3 separate regions of the Mus musculus genome follow, and regions 1 and 2 are each linked to region 3. Evidence: chromatin contacts called from public Hi-C data. All regions are on one chromosome and are shown on one strand. The core of a region is the stretch at or near the end of the contact, and the rest is flanking DNA. Distances in the headings are between cores, read along the strand shown.

Region 1 (2,803 bases), core at 176-2,675, 6.2 Mb before region 3:
ACAGGCTTGGACGGAAGGGCAGCTTCCTAGTGTCTCCTGACAACTTTGTTTTACTTCCTCACCTGCCCACAAGGGCCCTTAAGGTACTCCCACTTTCTGCATAATTCCTGGTGTCTGGTACGAACAAGTTAGTGAGTAACACTCAGTAAGCACAGACCTAAAAGTCCCGGTTACCTTGGGGACTCTGGAACAGTAGTGATGAAGTCTGTAGGTAGGAGGGTCTGTCTGAGGTTGAGTATATCTAGTAATCAACTGGCAGTGCCTCTGCTCCCCTCATGGGTGAAAGATCCAAGGGTGGTTGGAGCCAAGGCTTATGCAGAGGGCCAGGCACAGCAGGATGTGGGAGCCAGTGGGGGCTGTGGTACCATGGTGAGTGGACAGTAGGGATTCCCAGACATCTCTGATTCCAAAATGGTCCTGTCAGTGAGATGTGGCTTACTGTGAGTTGCTAATAATGCACGGCTCAGATCTCAGAAATAGTTTGTGCTCCGGGGCCACTGCTGACATCTAAATCAGACCCTGAAACTCCTGGTTGTCATCTTTCCTCCCCCACTCAGGCTGCTTGAGGCTCTGATTGAGGTACTTACCAAGTACTCTGTTCAGTTGGGTCCTGATGAGTCTCCCTGCCCCTCCCATGTTTCTTTTGCTTTAAAAAAATACCAAGGAATACAGATCCAGGGGTTTCCTTCCCCCTCCCATTCATTTTTAGGGTTACTCCAAAAGCCTGTGATTGATTCTTTCCTTCCTCAGGACTTAGGTTCAGTGTACAGGCCTGACTTTGGTTTCCCCGCCCATAAAGGGGCACACACACACACACACACACACACACACACACACACACAAGACAGAACTGAAACGGCGGCAGGCTGGCTCTTACCCACCTTGGGCAGCAGGTGTTTCCTCCCTATCTTCCCTTTTGAAACCGAATACTTGTTGCTTGCACACCCTCACCCCTCTCTTGCTGTTTTTTTTTTTCAACTAATAGTCTGCAACTTCCCTCGCATAGAGGAATGGTTCCCAGGTTCTTAGAATTGAGGTTGGTGAACGCTCTTCTTGCTGAGGAAACGCTTCTAACACCACCAAGTGCTGCACCCCTCAAAGTCGGTGAATCTCTAGATTCACTGGGCTGGACAAGGGACACTCTTGGGAAAAGTCTTTACTGGACAAGGCTCAGGGTGTGAGTGGGGTTGGCATCTACACAGGAGCTGCAACTGAGAGGGAAAGGGCCTCAAACAAACATCTCTGCTACCACTGCCTTTCGAAGTTGGGGGACTTGGGAAGACCCGTTGTTTAGATCTTGACCGGTGATCAGGAAGTCAGCAGTAGAGGAAGGCCCTGGAAGGAGGGGCCAGCGCGGACTCGCCCGTGGCAGGGCGGGGACCAACAGAGGGGCCTAGGGGCTGGGGAGCGCCGCCCCGCCCTCCCGGGGAAGGACCACATTGCCGGCTAGCAGGAAGGCCAACCAGACCGGACGAGGCCGCTCCAGCGCTGGGTGTTGCCGGTCCGGGGCGAGCCTGGTTCCAGGCGGGGTGAGTTGAGAGGATCCGGTGAGCTGGGCCGGGGGACGCCAGCGTCCTCAGTCCTGGGGCTTGTCCCAGGAGGACAAGGACCCCGGAGGAGAGAGGCCGCGCAGCCAGGGGAGTCGGGTCTGAGTCCCGAGTGTGCTCCAAAGCCAGGGCGGTGAGAGTGGCGGGCCCGCCCGGGGCCGCGCAGCGCGCAGTCTCCCCCACGCGGGGAAGTGGGAACTTAACGCACAGCTACAGGATTCCTGGCCTTCAGCTGCTAGAGGGAGGGTGGCTTCTCCAGGAGGAGCTGTTGTGAAACTCGGCAGGAGGGCACCTTGGGTGCGGGGCAGGGCAGGGCAGGGCAGGGGAGAGATGGGGTCGCCCTGAAGAAGTGGGAGACTGGAGTGGAAAGTGGACTTTATGCAAGCCTCACCCCAGCGTCCAGGCTTCATAAGTTACTAGGGCTGGCTTTTGCTCAGCCACAAGGAAAATTTGACTCAATGTTGAAATATGTGATTTGGCAAGAAAACTTTTTTTCCTAGCCTCCTTTCTAGTATGTTTGGAACAGGGGGCTCCCAAGAGGTGCAGAGCCCCCCCATTGTTCAAAATGTGGTTCAGAGGGACTGTGGCCCACCCATTCGAGTCTCCATGGAAGAGTGGCCTTCTGGTGAAGCTTCTTTTTCTTTAACCTTGGCTACTGTAAGGCTCTCGTGCTTGAGAATATTGCTGGCCAGCTTGATTGCCTGTCATTAGTACTATTTAGACTAGAGCGTCCTTGATTCTGGGGTCTTCCCGTTTCCAGTCACTAGTCCTTGACTTTTTAGCATGGAGATCACCAGTAATGGCAACATTACATCCCACTTCTGTTTCTCAGAAGGCTGTATTACAGTGTGTTCAAACTCCATGTCATTGCAACAGGTTAAACTCACTTTCTGCTTCGGACGTCAAGGTATTGCCATTCTAATCCAGACATCAAGGGCGGTGGAGAAGACAAAAGTCGGTTGTCTGTTTACAGAAGAGGAACTGAGGCAGTGGTTCTTCAGGTAACGGCTTCAGGGCTGTCTGTCTGGTGCCAGGCTATAGCAGCATTGTGTTTCCCTTTGACCTGTTCCCAGGTGAATAGCCTGTATCCCTCCTAGGTCTTACCCTCTATACTCTTGAATTATTTAGCATATCTACTCGGACTTCTTTTCAGTTCTTCTTCCCCTCTGAAATTATGGAGCCTGGTACATCATACAGAGTCTAACAAGAAAGTAATTCACTTAGAGAGCCGTTATCTGTGATGGACACTATGTGCT
Region 2 (2,808 bases), core at 306-2,805, 7.4 Mb after region 3:
TATATTGAGACTCCTATTTAAATACTCAGGGGGTGCTGTCAGGGGCAAGGTAGGTAATTTTGTAAAGAGTAGTTTACAGGCTCACTGGTGGATATGCTCACAGAAGGGCTCAGGATCTGGACAAAGAGTACAGTCCCTACATAGAGGCTCAACACCCCAGGCAGACTTTCCCCGTCATTAAGTTCCAGTTCTTGAGGGTGAGGGGAGATAGGGGCAAGGCAGGAGGACAGAGCATCTAGTCAGTTGGTACTAGGAGGCAACACCCTGTTTCAAAAGCAAGCAAAGAACCCCCCCCCCAACACACACACACCAGTCCTCCAAAAAGGAAGACAAAAATCCTAACAAGTGGGAAATTCACTTTCTTGTCAAATGCTCTATATCTTAAAATATGGTAGTGAATTCAAATTGCATTCATATAAAAAGTGAGAACCAAAAAAATTTTTTTTCCACACAACCTCACAACACAGGGTGGGCCACCAAAATCTTTGTCCAAGCAGGTTAGGACATAGGTCATTTGTCCAGCTTCACACGAAGATGCGCAATTACCTTGCCTGCTTTCTCTTTTTTGGGAACTAGGTCCATGTTTCTTCATTATTGTAACACTGGGTTTGACATAGTCCTGGCAAAGAACCAGATAAAACCCCGGGTTCTGTGAAGAGTCCCTTCAGTTAAGAAAAGGTGAGAGGGACATTGCATGAGCCTCCAACAGTCTGACATAGTTGAGCAAACAGAATATCTCTATCATTACAGTTGCAAAGATGGCTTTAAACTCTCTGAATTTGTCTCGAAAAACCAAAAAAAAAAAAAAAAAAAATCTCTGAATTTTAGGTCTAGGCATGATCATGCCATCAGCAGGTGACTTAAAACAGTAATAAAAGCAAATTTGTGCCACTTTACTAAATGCTCTGTAAAGCCATCACCGTCCTTCCCACTTTACAGCCGAGGAAGGATGTACATAGAGATTGGTTATATAATTGGTACATGGAGGGCAGAGGCGCGATACTGGCCTCTCTTCTTGTTCTGAGGTTATGCCCCTTACAGCAGTACCCTCACTGCTTACGCTAGTCTTCTTGTCTCTTTCTTACTCGGTTTTTTTTTTTTTAATTTCTTTCCAAGGACACATTTATTTCTCAATTTTCTTTAACATTTAAATCGCTTAAGAAAGACTATACTAAAATACAATACATTTACAAGGTTAAATTATAAAGCTCCGCCTCTCTCAGGGCGTCCCTGCTGGTGGTAATGACTCACAGTTTGTACTTCTTTGGTAGCAAAAAACATTTTCCATTCATAACCCAAGAAACTTCGCTTTAGAACCCATTAAGTTAGCCAGTTTATTCCCAAGCGTTTTGCTTTTCCTTAGAAGTGCAGCCCTTGCCCCTGCTCACGCTTGCCCCGCCCACCTCCACCTCAGCCCCTACAGAGTCTCTGCGTCAAGGCCCCGCCCACACACCCCGCCTCCTACCGCCCGCGTCCGTCGCGTGGACCAGCTCTTTCCGCCCCGCCCACTATGGAGCCCCGCCCCAAGGTATGGACCCGCCTATCGCCTTCCGGTCTCTGGAGTTGCGCCCTCCCACCAAGTGGCTTCCTGGTGCGCTTGTGACGTCGGCTGTAGAGCTGGATCGCGTGGCAGCTTTGCTGTCGTGGCTCTCGGAAGTGGGGGGCGGGTTGGCGCAGGGTCGTCATGTTGTCGCAGGTGAGGGATGGCGGCCGAGCGCCGGTAGCCGGTGCTTGAGTTGGGGCTGGGGGTCTTGCCCAGTCGCCCGAGGCTGTTGGGTCCGTGTGCCCGCCCACTGCCTGAGCTGTAGGAACTGCAGGTGGGTGGGTAGGAGGGCCAGCCCCGGGCAAATTGTCGCTAGAGGGTTTGTGGACTGTGAGGGATAGGGTGCACCGGCGACCCCGGAGGCACAGAGGCCTCCTGTCAGCGGGTGTGGAGCACACTCGCTGCAGGATCTCTGGGTGTGAGGTCGGGGGTAACCCGTCTTCCCATAGCCTGCCCGGATGAGGGGAATGGCCTGTAGGGCCCTGATACACAAGTTCAGGGCGATCCTGTAGGGAGAGATTGCCAGAGCCTTGGGTTCCAGTGTTACTACGCTGTACACAGATAATCACGATGGTTATCGCCTTTGTACCCGTAGAGGTCGATGTAGCCAATTGTCCTTCGGCCAGAGATTAGTACATGTAATATATTTTCTTCCTTTAAAATTTTACTGTGAAGCTGGGCGTGGTGGCGCACGCCTTTAATCCCAGCACTCGGGAGGCAGAGGCAGGTGGATTTCTGAGTTCGAGACCAGCCTGATCTACAGAGTGAGTTCCAGGACAGCCAGGGCTATACAGAGATATACAGGCTATACAGAGAACCCTGTCTCGAAAAACCAAAAAAACAAAACAAAAAAACAAAAAAAATTTTTTTTTTACTGTGAACTCCCATGTAGATTGTGTCACACGGGTTTCATTGTCAGGTTGGGATGTTCAAGGAGATGGGATCTGCAAAGGGCAGGATGGCTGGGGGTGGGGGTTGGGATGGGGAGAGGTTAGGTTGGGGAACAACATATTTTCAGATCATAATAATAAAGACATAGTGACATACCAAGTGTCTCAGGATGGGCCAACTAGAATCTGTGATAAGAAAAGTCTACTTTGTGGAAATGTGGAGTAGAAAAAATTCATTGATGGTTTCAGCTCAGCTCTGAAGGTGCATTTAGATCCGCTTCTTCCTACTCCTAGGTCTGTGACCATAAGTCCTTCCACCTGTTGGGCATTTGACATTTTTTATAGTCATTACCTTCCTTCCCCCAGGCAACCTGT
Region 3 (2,700 bases), core at 135-2,634:
GGTTAAGCTTTGGTCTGCAAACTATCTTGGGTAAGACTTACTTCCCTGGCTAGATTGGAGGTAGCACTTGACCAATACCTCCCTGCACTTAGCAATTTGTCTTGATAAGGTGCCTGTTCATCTCCCATTAAATCCTGTGTCCCCAGAGGCAGACACAGAACAGAGAGGCCCTCAAGCTATTTTTTTCCTTCACTGCTGCCCTCTGAAGAGCAGCCGGGCAGCCTCCACTCTGGAATCCTGAGGTCACCAAGGAGTCTGTCACATGGACTAGCTTGACTGGCAGGATGGACTTTACCAAGTTTTTTTTTTTTTTTTGGTCTGTGCTTTGTGCAGACAGGGTCTGAAGACAATGGGCAGGAACCACAAGAATGACACCTGAGAGGTTTAAGGATTTGTACCAGGAAGAAGCCTCAGGTTCATTCCCAGAAGATAAGCTGCTAAAACACAGAATACTCCTGGGAGACCTCTGGGTTGAGAGGCACTGGGAGGAAAATGCTCTCCACTCCACAACTCTAGACCAGCATCTCCGGAACTCAGTTGAGATTAGAGCTTGCCCCCAAACAAGTACAACTGGTTTTGCCCAGCACTTCCCAGGTGGTCTGGCTCCATCTTGTATCCTACCTACCTAGCTAGCTCCCAACAATAAACGCTTTCCAGCAAGCACTGGGGTTTTTCTTCTCTTCTTGTGTAATGTGCCAAGGCCTCATGTAAGGCCTTCATTTTAAATTAAGCAATGAGACTAGAAGCCGCCATGCAAAGGAGTGGGGTGATTTCAAAGGCAAGATAAGCGCTGCTCTCGGCTCCTTAAACTCTGCTCTGAGCTTTGGGATTCCTGGTTGGGGAAGAAAGTACCCTGTCGGCCCAGTGCTGAAGTGGAAGCAGGGCAGTGTGGGCAGGAGAGATGAACAGAGACATGCTTCTCTGGAAAGCCTGCAGGCGGCAGGGTATGCATGTGGAAAGGCCAGGTACCCGCATTCCTATATGGGTTCTCTGCCCTACCTCCCTGCCTCAGTTTCCCCATTATGCAGAAAAGGATGGGGCTGCCTCTCGAAGACTCTCTAGGGCGATCCGGAGGCCTGTGTTCTGCACTACACTGCTCTCTGCAGCTTTCCGGAGGGTCCCGAAGCCGGAGGACCGTGCGGAAGGTAAACTGAGAAACGACTGCAGCTCTGGCCACGGCCTGCGCCCTGACAGCAGCGTCGGGCTCGGAAACAGTGCATCCGGGCTGGAGACAGAAGTTCCCGCGGGTCGAACGGCCACTTACCGGCATGACTGACGCGGCACACACGGGCAGTGGCAGCGGCGACGACGACTGGAACTCCTCTCCCGGACACCAAAGCTGCGCTTCCGGAGAGCGCTCCTGAAAGCCCCGCCCTCAGGCCAACCCATCCTTCGGCCAGGCCCCGCCCTAGGGCTGGGCTCCACTTATGCCCCGCCTCTTCCGGGGCTAGCTTCGTCAAGGCCCGGCCCTTTGAGGAAGGATCTGCTAAATTCCCTGTCCCTTCCGGTCCAGTTAGAGCTAGGTTCCTCCCTTGGGCTGGCCTCCTCTTGCTTACCGTGCCTTTCGATATGAATATTTCACTAGGTCCCGCCTCTCTTTTGGGTTAGGTCACGCCCCTCCGGACGCGGAAAGGCCAGGCTTTTTTGAGGTCAAGCTAAGGCTATCTTGTGGAGGCCAGACCTGCGTTTTCTGCTGGGTCATTTCTGAAACAGGGCTAGGGAATGCAAGGCCAAGGCTCTGGGAATAAAAGATCTGGCATCTCCCTAAAGGGACCATCTCTCTTGCTTACCACTCAACTCAGTCCCTAAACTACAGTGGCCTGACCTAGGGCGCCAGGCCTGTTGACCCGGATACTAACGTGGCTGAGGCAGAAGATTTCTGGGTTCAAGGCTTACTGCGGCTGCAAAGTTCAAGGGCATCCTGGACTTCTTGAGACCCTTTCCTGAAAAAACATATTAAAAAAGAAATCCAAATTTAAGGCACATAGTAGATAAATTCACAACTGTAATCCCAGTGCTTGAAAAGTTGAGGCAGAGCTGGGCCAGGTGGTGGTCATGCCTTCCTTCAATCCTGGCCCTCTGGAGGCAGAGGCAGGTGGATCTCTTAAGTTCAAAGCCAGCCTGGTCTACAGAGCAAGCTCCAGGGCTATGCAAAAAACAAACAAACAAACAAACAAACAAAACAAAACAAAAAACCCATGAGACTGCGTCCTTCCCACCCAATTATGGCAGCCCCAGTAAACCGAGTTACTGCATGGGTAACTGACACCCATGAAGAAGATTGGCTTCCTCAAGAGTGCCAGAAGGACCAACCGACTGGATCTATCTCCTCTACCAGCCATTTGTGTCCTTGAGCTGGAGGCTGAGAGGAGATCCCTAAACTAAGTAGGCAATCTGCCATTTTGTGTGTCAGGATGGGTTCAGTCTGAAACCATGCTATAATTTGAACATAAAAGTTATAAGAAGTTGGCTAACAGGGGAAAGCCTAAGAATCTAAGACTAGCTGGATGGGGTAAGGGTGGCACACATGTGTCTATAAACAAGCATTCCCGGGGCTGGCGAGATGGCTCAGTAATTAAGAGCGCGCCGACTGCTCTTCCAAAGGTCCCGAGTTCAAATCCCAGCAACCACATGGTGGCTCACGACCATCCGTAACGAAATCTGATGCCCTCTTCTGGGGTGTCTGAGGACAGCTACAGT

The links. A called contact is a pair of places that touch in the nucleus more often than the background predicts.
Region 1: a Hi-C map of rod photoreceptor shows a contact between it and region 3, with 7 times the contacts expected there. The contact joins the promoter of Mgat1 here to the promoter of Atox1 in region 3. A contact is called at or near these places in 1 of 39 promoter capture datasets (liver) and 2 of 484 Hi-C or Micro-C datasets (CD4 T cells and rod photoreceptor).
Region 2: a contact with region 3 is called in a Hi-C map of CD8 T cells, with 6 times the contacts expected there. The contact joins the promoter of Tvp23b here to the promoter of Atox1 in region 3. A contact is called at or near these places in 2 of 484 Hi-C or Micro-C datasets (CD4 T cells and CD8 T cells).

The regions. Positions count from the first base shown.
Region 1 is chr11:49,249,127-49,251,929 of GRCm38.p6, forward strand. It overlaps Mgat1 (mannoside acetylglucosaminyltransferase 1), which reads left to right and starts at 1,426. Exons shown (of 3, transcript NM_001110150.1): 1 at 1,426-1,529; 2 at 2,424-2,548.
Region 2 is chr11:62,877,900-62,880,707 of GRCm38.p6, forward strand. Tvp23b (trans-golgi network vesicle protein 23B) reads left to right here and starts at 1,556. Exons shown (of 7, transcript NM_026210.5): 1 at 1,556-1,696. The coding sequence starts at 1,685.
Region 3 is chr11:55,459,824-55,462,523 of GRCm38.p6, forward strand. It overlaps Atox1 (antioxidant 1 copper chaperone), which reads right to left and starts at 1,385. Exons shown (of 4, transcript NM_009720.3): 1 at 1,265-1,385. The coding sequence starts at 1,270.